Regions from separate parts of the Pan troglodytes genome. Here region 2 is linked to region 1. A link is a contact called in public Hi-C data. All regions are on one chromosome and are shown on one strand. Each heading gives the region's core, a stretch centred on a gene start, on an enhancer-like site or on the middle of the called end of the contact. The rest is flanking DNA. Distances are from core to core; before and after follow the strand shown. Region 1 has its middle 8.3 kb from the start of PSMD6. Region 2 overlaps PRICKLE2 (prickle planar cell polarity protein 2).

The links. A called contact is a pair of places that touch in the nucleus more often than the background predicts.
Region 2: a Hi-C map of stem cell-derived neural progenitor cells shows a contact between it and region 1, with 4 times the contacts expected there. The contact joins two enhancer-like sites. A contact is called at or near these places in 2 of 7 Hi-C or Micro-C datasets (induced pluripotent stem cells and stem cell-derived neural progenitor cells).

The regions. Positions count from the first base shown.
Region 1 is chr2:68,000,001-68,005,788 of NHGRI_mPanTro3-v2.0_pri, forward strand. No RefSeq gene overlaps it. Among named protein-coding and RNA genes, the nearest start is that of PSMD6, 8.3 kb to the left of the region's middle. Within about 2 kb of position 1,506, at least 6 of the 24 cell types and tissues checked have an H3K27ac peak or open chromatin away from gene starts, as enhancers often do. A contact at or near this core is called in stem cell-derived neural progenitor cells, where this site is marked.
Region 2 is chr2:68,154,431-68,160,221 of NHGRI_mPanTro3-v2.0_pri, forward strand. The region is part of intron 3 of PRICKLE2 (prickle planar cell polarity protein 2); the gene reads right to left. Among named protein-coding and RNA genes, the nearest start is that of PSMD6, 160 kb to the left of the region's middle. Within about 2 kb of position 3,216, at least 12 of the 24 cell types and tissues checked have an H3K27ac peak or open chromatin away from gene starts, as enhancers often do. A contact at or near this core is called in stem cell-derived neural progenitor cells, where this site is marked.

The sequences.
Region 1 (5,788 bases), core at 256-2,755:
AGCAGCAAAACCATCTTTACAACACCAATTCATGCTACTATTCCTGCTCTTCCCAACTCTTTGAGTTTATGCCTCTTGCCTTCGCTGACGTCACACCCTATTTTCTTGAGTACTAATATTCCAGTGTTTTTAATCACTTGTTAAATTATCCTCACAATAAATACTAGTCACTTGCAGTCTCATAGGGAGTCTCTGACCCTAAGAAGAACAATTTCCTGCAATTTAACAACAATACCCATGCATTCACCCTTTGACCCAGCAATCCTGCTTCTGGGAACTTATCCTGAAGCTACACCTCCAAAAATTCAAAAATACCCATGCACAAGGTTATTCATTGCAGTATTGTTTAAAATTGTAAAATACTGGAAACAACTTAAATGCCCAAATATAGGAAAATGGTTGTATACACGATGGTACATAACACATGATAGGGTATTATGCAGCTGTAAAAAATAATAAAGAAATAAATAAAGAAAATGTTTATGAGCTGATATGGAGCAATTTCCAGAAATCAAATGCAATTATTTAACAACAAAAATGATAAAGAGGACTAGAGGAGAGACACTATAAAAGCATAAATTCAAAGGAACCACTAGAATATGGAATATCGAAAGAAAAAAAAAAGAAGGGTGAGTCTCTGATTTGTGTAAGCAAACAAGTGAAACTAAGACACAGCCACAGAGCACTATGGTAACACATGCAGCAAGTACATTGCAATTTCTTAAGATAAACTTGAAGAAACTACCCTGCACATATTGAAACAGCACTGTCTCAACCACCCGCTGATGCAGCAAAGCATAGGAACAAGAAAGTGAACATTGGGAAAGAATTAACCGGTAAACATTTAAACAAGAGGTGTGGTCTAATCATGGGACGAATCAGAACCGTATTGGACTTCCTATCACTCATCTGTACTACTTAGTACTGTTTTTATTTTAACTAATTAATTAATACTTTTTTTGGAGATAGCATTTTGCTCTGTCGCCCAGGCTGGAGTGCAGTGGAGCGATCTCAGCTCACTGCAGCCTCGATCTCCTGGGATCAAGTGATTCTTCCACCTCTGCTCCCTAGTAACTGGGATTACGGGGGTCGCCACCACACCCGGCTTTTTTGGGTAGTTTTTGTAAAGACGAGGTCACGCTATGTTGCCTAGGCCGGTCTGGAACTCCCAGGCTCAAGCAATCCACCTGCCTCTGCCCCCTAAATTTCTGGGATTACAGGTGTGAGCCACTGCGCCTGGCCTGTTTTTATTTTGAAAAAAAAAAATTTTTTTTGTTTTTTGCAAGGTGCACAGGAGGTTGGTGGGTGGGTGAGCTCGACGGTTTCGGGTTACAGAGGTTTCGAACCCATCCCTCTTCTGGTGCTGCGATTTTTGCTTATTCACAGCCCCTTTCCTCGGAAAAGCCCAGGAGAAGTGTTTCAAGTGGTGACCAGCAGAGGGCAGCAGTATCCACCGCTTCCCGCAGAGCACGGCGTGCGGATGTAGACTGTCTTCCGGTCCCACCGGGAGATGGGGAATTCTAGGCCAGGTGGGTGTGACGACGTGCAGCCCTAGCAAAGGACAGGGGTGCACGACAGAGGCACTGGATGGTAAGCACAGCATTTTCTAAGTCTCACAGGAGAAAAATCACTGAAAAAAACCACTGGTGTAAAAGCTGAGTCTGTCCTTTGAACCGCTGCCCTGATTTTGGTTACAAATGAAGCAAAAAATCCTTAAAGATCCATATTCCTAAATTTAGACCTTCACCTCAAAGATCGCCTCGGAAAATATACAAATCATTATTTCCTTCATTTAGTCAACTATCTACTGATTTGACCCCTACTTCCTGTTCAACTCAGCATCCCTTGTCATGGGCAAAAAAAGTGAATGGACTCAGACCATTGAAACAAATAAATTTAAACTTGGTTAGAAAAATTCCAAGTCAATGAATTTTAAAAAGTGAGTTAGTATCATACCAATTTAAGTGTTTTTAAAATAATATTTAATAAGCAGGTGAATAATTAGCATTGGCCTAAGAAGGCAGCATTCTTAAATCACAGAAAAGAGGTATTTCAGCTGTGGCTGTATGTCGGACTTTGTGATTCCTTTATTTCTGATTTCCTTAGTAAGTTATTCAACCTTACAGGGAAACTTTTTAAATTTTACGTTGCTCTTTTAAATTAGCCTAAGAATAATAATGGTGCCAAAATCTTGTATAGCACTTGCTATGTGCTAGGTACTTAAGCATTACATATATATTAAGTCATTTAATCAATTAAACAACTGTATCAGATAGATATTATATTAACCCATATTACAGAGGTTCAGAGAGGTTAAGCAATTTGACCAAGGTCACACAGCTAGTTCATGACAGAGTAGGATTTGAACTCAAAAAGTCTGGATTCAGACTCCACGCTTCTAGCCATAATATCGTACTTCTTATTATTAAATATTAGCCACAACATGCTCTCCATGAATAATGGCCTTCCGTATAGAGTCAGTTCCTTCTCCCTCCCTTGAATTCCTACCTTCGAGCATTCTAGATTGATTGATTACCCTGGTCCTCCCTACCTCCCTCCTTTCCTATGAAATGCCATGTCATGTCACATGAACCTTGACATTTAGAAGATAGAATTCTTTTGTTTGATTCAGGTTTTTTTCCTAAAAGAACATCACACTCATTTCTGATCTTTTTTTGGAACCCTTTGTTGATAATTTAAATGACTGTTTTGTGACTTTTTATAGAAGCCTAATTAAAAATGCATAGTTTAAAAATTAATCACCCGAGTCACCCAGACTCAAAACATCTGTCATCCTCCCTCCCTTTTTTCCCCGAGGTAATTTTGCCAGGTCCTGTGGCTGCTTCCTCCTGTATATTCCCTAAAATGTCTCCTAAATCTTCTTTCTCATTTCAGTAGTGGCTCCAAGTGCTCCTTACCCCCAGCCTGGGCTTTTATAACAACCTCTCAACTGGTCTCCAGACCCCAATCCATCCCACACACCACTGCCAGATGAAGCTTCTGAAAGCAATGCTCTAGCCGGCTTGTATTTTTTGCTCTGAAACCTTGCGTGGCTTCGCTTGTCTACGGAATTCAGTACTGAATCGATTAAGAGGTAGTCTTTTCACTGACTTGGTTTTACTGCTCCCTGGTACACAAAAATACTTCCTTCTATAGGTAAATTCATAAAGAAACACACACACAAAAGTAGAACAGAGGATACCAGGGGCTGGGGAAAGGAGAATAAGGAGTTAGTGCTTAATGGGTACAGAGTATCTGTGGGGAGTGATGAGAATGTTTTGGAAAAAGACGGCAGTGATAGTTGCAATTAATCCCTGTGAATTATGCACTTGAAAATGGTAAAAATAAAATTAGCCAGGCGTGGTGGCTTGCACCTTTAGTCCTAGCTACACTGGAGGCCAAGGGAGGAGAATGGCTTGAACCCAGAAAGTTGAGACTGCAGTGAGCCATGATTGCACCACTGCCCTCCAGCCTGGGTGACAGAGCAAGACCCTGTCTATAAAAAATAAGAAATAAGAAAATGGTTAAAATGCCAAATTTTATGCATTTTTATCATAATAAAAAATTTTTAAAGTATACTTTCTTCTAGTCCAATTAGATCAATTGCCCTTTTCTCTCTGAACCCCATTCCCCTGCTTTTTAAGCTTTATACGAGGCAGAAAAATGTGGTCTCTCCTTATTGCTGACAACTATTTCTTGAACTTGCAGGAAGCAAGGCTTCCTGCTTCTTCCTTCTGGTCAGTGAAATATTAGAATAAAAATTTCAGAATGTCTCTGGTGGCTTTTATTGCTTTTCCATCACAAGTTTATAGGAACATTCTTTTCTTTCTTCTCAGTGAGCAGAGGCTTCCTAAAAGCACACAGAAATAGCAAGACAAGTCTATTTCATGGACTCTGCTTTCTAATCAGATGGTCTCGTGTGGAATATTGTCTCTGGAGAGGTCATAAATGGTTGTCACGCCATGTGCTGTGGAACCTTATCTTCTCCTTTTCAAAAGCAGGCTGCCTGGTAGGTTTCCTAGACCATGAACAAGCCAAATTTTTGTTTGAAATTTTTAATATTCCTCTTTTTTTATTAATAGAGAACAATGATTCCAACACATTCAGCTTTATTTTAGGAAGAAATAATTTAGCGTGTAACCCGTTATTTTTATTTATTTATTTAGAGACAGAGTCTTGCTCTGTGGCCCAGGCTGGAGTGCAGTGGTGCAATCTTGGCTCACTGCAATCTCCGCCCCCTGGGTTCAAGCGATTTTCCTGCCTCAGCCTCCTGAGTAGCAGGGATTACAGGCGCCCGCCACCATGCCTGGCTAATTTTTGCATTTTTAGTAGAGACAGAGTTTCACCTTGTTGGTCTAGAACGCCTGACCTCAAGTGATCCACCCACCTCAGCCTCCCAAAATGCTGGGGTTACAGGTGTGAGCTATGGCGCTCAGACTAATTTAGTGCCTAATCTGTTTAAAATGATGTTATAGTTATTGTACAGCCACTTTGTTGTCACTGAGAGATCTCTCAATTTGAAGAGCTCACATCTGTAGAGGAAAAATTATAAGCAAGCCTTGCTTAAAGAATTACGCTCTAAGGGATGAGGGGCATTCTGGGCCCATGGCTACCCAAAAGCAACCCTCTTTATCTCCATGCTCAGTTCTGCCTCTGCATCTCGTGAAGTCTTCCTACTGAGGCCTAAGGGAAGTGAGGTTCAGGGGAGACCTTTAGCTCTCTGGAAGCCCAGGTGGAGAAAACTGGTGGAAGTATTTTTTCCCTATAGGCTGGGGAAGTACCTGGAGATGAGGCTTCAGATAGCCTAGGATGAGGACAAGACAGTGGCAGATGCTGGAAAGAATTTGACCTGCAGTCATCCATGACTCTTATGATGAAAATTGATGTGAATGGTGCCTCCTGGAATTGTGCGTGGTGACACCTGGTTGACATTGTTTTCCCATCCTTCAATCCACTCCTCTCATCCACAAAAGACATATACATACAGCGAAAAACTCATCAGAGTGGCCTAAGACTTCTCAGTTGCAACACTGACAGCTAAACACAATGGAGTCACATCAAAGAGAGAAGGACAGCAACCTAGGAATCCTATACCCAGCTAAGATATCTTCCATCTGTCGGGCTGAAAGACATTTGAAGATAAGCAAATAGAAACTATAGCACCACAAAACCCCTTTCGGAGGAAATAATCAAGACTGAAAACCAACCACAGGTGAACCGGAAGAGGCATCTGAAGATGGAAGAAGATGAACAGAAGAGGTAAAATCACTCAACAGGATGTAGAGGGCCATTTTGGAACCACAATACTGACATTTATTAAAACAATGCAACTGACAAAACATTCGCACACCAAACTGTAGAAGCCCAATGCCTCAAGCAAAACTATTACAAATCCAAGGATAACTTGATAAAATTACTATTGTAATCAGGGGCTGCTATATAGTTCCCTTAGCATATGCAGCAGAAAAAAAAGTAGGCAAGAACATAGAGGTTTTAAAAATACAATCAGTAAACTAAATGTAACTTGTACTATAGAATGTTACATCCATTGAATAGGAGTATATTTCTCCATTATTTCAAATGTCCAGGAATATCTATAAAAAGTGATCATAAGAAGTGACATAAATCCACAATTAAAACCTTAAAAATTCAAAAGCATTGAGATGTTATAAGACATGATTTTCCAATACACAATCTAACAAAATAAGACATAAGCAATTTTAAAATGGCCAAACATTTTACCCATTTGGAAACTAAAAGGCAGCTGTTGATAACCATTGGATTAAAG
Region 2 (5,791 bases), core at 1,966-4,465, 160 kb after region 1:
TTCTAGTCTGGAAAGATACACATTTCTTGAAATGCCAGGTACTGATTAAGTGCTCTATAAGGCAGGAAACATTACTGTCTTCATTTTATAGATGAGAAAGAATGACCTCAACAAGGTAAAATAACTTGCTCCAATCATAAATATAGCTGGACAGTGGCAGAACTGGATCAGGTCCCAGCTGCGTCTGATACCACAGCCATGGCTCTTAACTACTGTGCTTGACAAAGACCACAGTAAATGGTCCCACTGACCATATTTCAGCAGAACTGTTTCTTTTAGTTATGTTTAGTTATTTTAATTTTATTTTTTTAAGACACAGGGCCTTGCTCTGTCACCCAGCTGTAATGCAATGGTGCTATTATAGCTCACTGCAGCCTTGAACTCCTGAGCTCAAGCAATCTGCCAGCTTCAGCCTCCTGAATGGCTGGGGCTACAGGCCCACACCAATGACCCACTGATTTAAAAAAAAATTTGAGATGGAATCTCGCTATGCTGCCCAGGCTGGTTTCAAACTCCTAGACTCAAGCCATCACTCAAGCGATCCTCCTGTCTCAGGCTCCAAGTAGCTTGGATTACAGGTATGAGTCACTGTTCCAGGCCAGAAGAGCTGTTTCTCATGGCATATTCACCATCCAGATGAATTCTTGACTATCCACACAGCAATGGGGCACAAAAGAAGATGGATGTTTCACAACTATGTTCAAGCCCAACCTCAAATTTATCCATGTCATTTGACCTTCTCTCTCACCACACATACAATTGCCAAGTGGTTGGCAAACTTAGTTGGTTGGCACTGCAGCTTTTTTCCCTGGTTGCCTCTCTAAGGCTATGATTCTTGCAATAACTTACATAATGATGGAAGAGAAAGGAGACTATAATAAAAGCCCAAATGTTAGGGCCTACATGTTAGATATTGTCCTTGGGAACATACAGAGATTAAGTGTTCACAATTTTGATCACCGACCCTGAGGAAATTATTACCTTCTCACCAAACACTGGATCCAGTGAGGATGGAGACACCATCTCTTTTTTCCTAACACCCTTTGGCAAGAGTCAGAAAGGTTTCTCAGGACCCGAGGATTGTAGGGAAGTTAATGTTTACAGACCCCCCTAGGTTGCTGCTAGAATTTTTGGTATCTTTCAGTAAGTTAGGAAAAGACAGCCTCCCAACTAAGAATTAGAAAAAGTCAGTCCCCAAGCTAGATTATCTGATAAAAGTAATGGCAAAAACAGCAATTACTTTTGTACCACTCTAATAATTGCCATAGCAATAACAACTACCACCACTATTTACTGAGTGCCAACTACGTGTTAGGCACTGTCCTTGGGAGCTTAGAGATTATGAAATGAGCCAGTCTGTGGAACTCATTTTCTTGTGCCATCCATCTGGATGTTGATGAGTTTCTACCCCAAATCTCCTTTTCATTATGCATGATTAATACTGAGAAGTTCTTTCTGACAAAAGCTTGGCAAAAGACTTAGCTACTCCCTGAGGCAATTGATGAAACCTTAGGAAGCCTCCACCATTGGCATGGGAGGAAGCTTGCCTTCCTGTTTGCTAAAGAGTAACTTCATTCATTCATTTATTCAATCACTTTATCGAGGTATCAACATATAATAAATCACATGTAAGTATACAATTTGGTAAGTTCCAACATATGTATATACCCATGAAAGCATCAACATAATCAAGATAGCAAATGTACCTATCACCCCCAGAACTCTCGTCAATCCTTTTGTCGTTCCTCCCTCTCATTTCCCCATCCCCAAGTAACCATTGATCTGCTTTCTGTCACTACAGATTAGTTTGCATTTTCTAGAGTTTTATATAAATGAAATCTCAAAGTGTGTACTATTTTGCCTGGCTTCTTTCATTTGGAATAATGATTCTCAGACTCTGATTCACTTTGCATAGATCAACAGTTCATTCACTTTTATTGTAAAGTAGTAGTATACTACATGGATATAATACAATATGTTTATCCATTTACCTGTGGATAGACTTTTGAGTTATTTCCAATTTTTGACTATGGAAAAGAAAACTAAGAGCAGCCACTTTAAAAACCACAAATGTTTAAAGCATTGTTTCATTTAATTTTCACAACTATGCTGTAGTTAAGTACTGACATCCTTATTTTTCAGAAGATGAGATGAAAGTTTGGGGAGGCGAATTAACTTGGCCGATGCTGGAAAGCAGCACAGCTAAAATTTGAACACAGAGCTAGTTATCATCGAAGCTTAGACTCTCAAACACTTATGAGCCCAGAAGGATAGTTACTCAAAAGACAGAAGTTATCAGAGGCCAGCACAAAGCCTGATGTCTGCATGGGTCTTCCATGAGACTCTTTCTACATCTACCTTTGTATGGCTCCAGGCCACCTAAAGCAACATATAAAGACTGGTGTTGGAAAGCTCCAGTTTTTGATTGGACCTGGAAAACTGCCATATTGAAATCACACCTATACTAACAGCTTGCACATATGGGTACTTAATAAACAACTGTTGAACGAATAAATGGCTGAATGCACAAATGAATGAATAAATGAAGGCACAGGCAGATAAATAGATTGAGGAAGGAAGTTAGTTACTTGCTGATTTGGTGGTGGATTAATCCAATCATCCCATGAAATTACTCAAAATATCTCCTGCGTCATAAGGCAGAGGAGATCATCTTGATACTACATCAACTCTCACACCAGGCTACAGTGTAGACTGCCCAGTCAGCAGAAAGGGTGTGCAGCTGTGAATTTATGCAGGAAGTCTAAGTAAGAGGCCAAGTCCCAAACTTTAGGACCCCAGAGTGAATTTACTGTAAAGGTTGGAGATACCTGTCTTGAAAGCTAGAACTTCAATTGCAGGTCTCTCTTCCTGCATTTGCAAATGAGCCTTGGCCTCTCCAGGCCTCATAATCTGCACGCAAGACTTGACAAGTCCCTGCTGGTGGAATCTGGCCATGTTGCTGCTGACTTCATCTGGCAGAGGCCCTGAAGCCTGGGAACCCAGGTTCTAGTCCCAACTCTGACAGCTCCGTTGAAAACAAGTTTATTAACAGGCAGTTTTATTGAAAGCTGCACACACAGGCATATTTCCCATTGCCATCTGATGACATCAGTGTATTTCTGGAGCCAAGATAAATACAGCATTGTTCATGTGACTAGCTTCCCAAGAAGAGTGAGGTGGACTGCTTTGAAGCCTCCTCCTGCCCTGCCCCCTTCTTCCCTCCCTTCCCAACTCATCTCTCAAACTGCATTGAAAACACCGAGGTGAGTGACAGTGAAGGCTAACTAGGAGATGCAGCTTAGGGGGAATTTAATCCAATTCAGTTGGAGAGACATGCATCTCCCTGTACCATGAAATTCCATTTTGATCTCAGCATGTGCTGATGGAGTAATGAAATAAAGACAACACTCTGCAAATGGCTGGTGAGTCTAATGACGGTTTTTATGGGGGTTTTAGAAGGGCTATTAGATAGTGCATTCCTTTCCTATAAGCCAAAACCACCCAGCAGACCTTGGGAGATGAACCATTTTGTCATTCTTCTCTCCCTTCCCCCAGCATCTGCCAGCCTTTGTCCCTCCTGGTATAAATAGCTTCTCACATAAAAGAGCAAACTGTCAGTAGCCTGAAAGCTAACGGTAAAGCTGGACGCCTGGCACTGTGGCCCCAGCCGGGTGGTGGTGAGTCACAGCTGTATAATTCACGGTCCTGCAGTAAAAGGTATCAGCGCATGCTCTAGGTTAACAGGCCAGAAAGGGAGCTGAAGAAACACGGCCAGTGAAAGACTTTTAAAAGCATCTTGAGTTTTCCTTTAACAATCAGCCTTGTATTTGGGTGATATCCAGGGCATGCCAGTCAAAGGGAAAAAGACAGGAATGGGATTGGGTAGCTTCTGGGGCACACCCTTCATCCGTATCTGCACGCAAATCTGCTTCAGTGTCTTGGAGATTCAAATAATGATTCTGATGAGGACAGCAGCTACCATTTGCTGAGGACCTATTTTGTGTCCGCTTTCTCCTAGGATCCTTACAAAGATGAATTCACTTCTTCTCTGTTAGCTACTTTAGACTTGGGCAGAAGCATCCCCATGTTACAGCTAAGAAAACTGATGCGGGAGATGCCCAAGGTTACAGAGTTAAGTGATGGAGTCAAGATGTGGCCTCATCTATTCCTAGCAATGTGGCTTTTCCATTAGCCAATAGTAATGGCTCTCAAGCTTTGTCATGCATGAGAAACACCTAAAAGCTTTGTTGAAACAGATTATTGGGCTCCATCTTCAGAGTTCTGGTTTATTTGGTCTGGGGCAAGTCCCAAGAGTCTACCTTTAACAAGTTCCCGGGTGATACTAGTGGTACTGGTATGGGAACCTTGTTTTGAAAACCACCGGACGAGGCAGACCAAATCTGGGTAATCAAGCCATCATTCCATGTAAAGACCCAGCTCAAATGTCACTTCTGCAGAGAGGCTTCTCTTAGACATCCAATATAAAGTAGATAGATTCTCTAAATCAGGGGTCTGTGTTTCAAATCAGGCCCCCTTCCTGTTTTTGTAAGTAAAGTTCTATTGTCACATGACCATGCCCATTTGTTCACCTATTGTCCATGCCTGCTTTCACATTACAACATCAGAGTTGGGTATTTGCCACTGAGACTGTACAATCCATGAAGCCTATATTTACTATCTAGATCTTTACAGACAAAGCCTGTCAACTCCTTGCTCTAGATCATATCACCCTTTCTTATTGCTTTGTTAATAGACATCGGTCTCTGAATGTGTCTTGTTATTCAGCTATTAAGTTGTCTGCATCCTTCACTAAACTGTCAGCTCCACAAAGGCAGAAGTACTTGTTTTTCTATTCACAGCTGTCCCCTAGTGCCTAGGAAAGTGCTTGCCATATAGTTGGCACTCAAAAAATATTTGCTGAATGAATGTCACTATTGAGTGCCCAGGTACGTGATGCTGTCTGTACCAGTAACATGAGAGCCCCTGGAGGAAGAACAGTAAAGCCAGGGTAAGAGAGTGAGAAGAGATAAGGATAAACAGAGATTGTCGATAGGGAAACAAATCTTTGAAGCAGGGCCATGCTGCTTCCTGCAGTGGTGGGGAAACTGGAGGTGGGGAAAAGATGAATTCCTTAGTCACTAAGGTCAACCTCAGATTAGGAGAAATTTCCCATCCCTAAGAATGAAAGAGACTGTGTGACTCATGCTGTTCCCCTCCTCCAACTCACACCAAGTCTGCTTTCTTGGATCTGATTCCCTGAGTGGAGCAATGTGCATGCTCTTCACTGTGCATGAGGAAGGGGTGGAGGAGGAAGAGCCCACACGGGCACTGGAGTCAGACAAATGGCTGGTTTAAGTGCTGTCTTTGTCCCTCGCTGACTGTGGCATCTTGGTCAAGTTTCTGATCCTGTGAGCCTCAATGATTTCAATGGAGAAATGGAAGATTTTGTACCAAGGATTAAATGGGATTGTTTATTCATGCAAACCCTGTTTATTAAATGGCTAGTATGTGCCCAGCATTATTTTTGGTACTGAGCATAGAGTGGTGAATAAGACAATGTCCGTCTCTAACAGACTCACATTTTGGAAGGTAGCATGGACATAAATAAATGTAAGTAGAGTACTAGCTATGAATTTAACATATGGAAGATGTCACCTCTGTAGTCAAATGGGGGCTCTCTGTTGCCCTATCTGCACCTGGGGCAGAAACATCAAGGGGATGGATGATTAAGCGCCTCCAATTTTCCAGGGGCAAGCAAGGTAGTTGGACTGTCCCGCCTTCATGTCCAGGG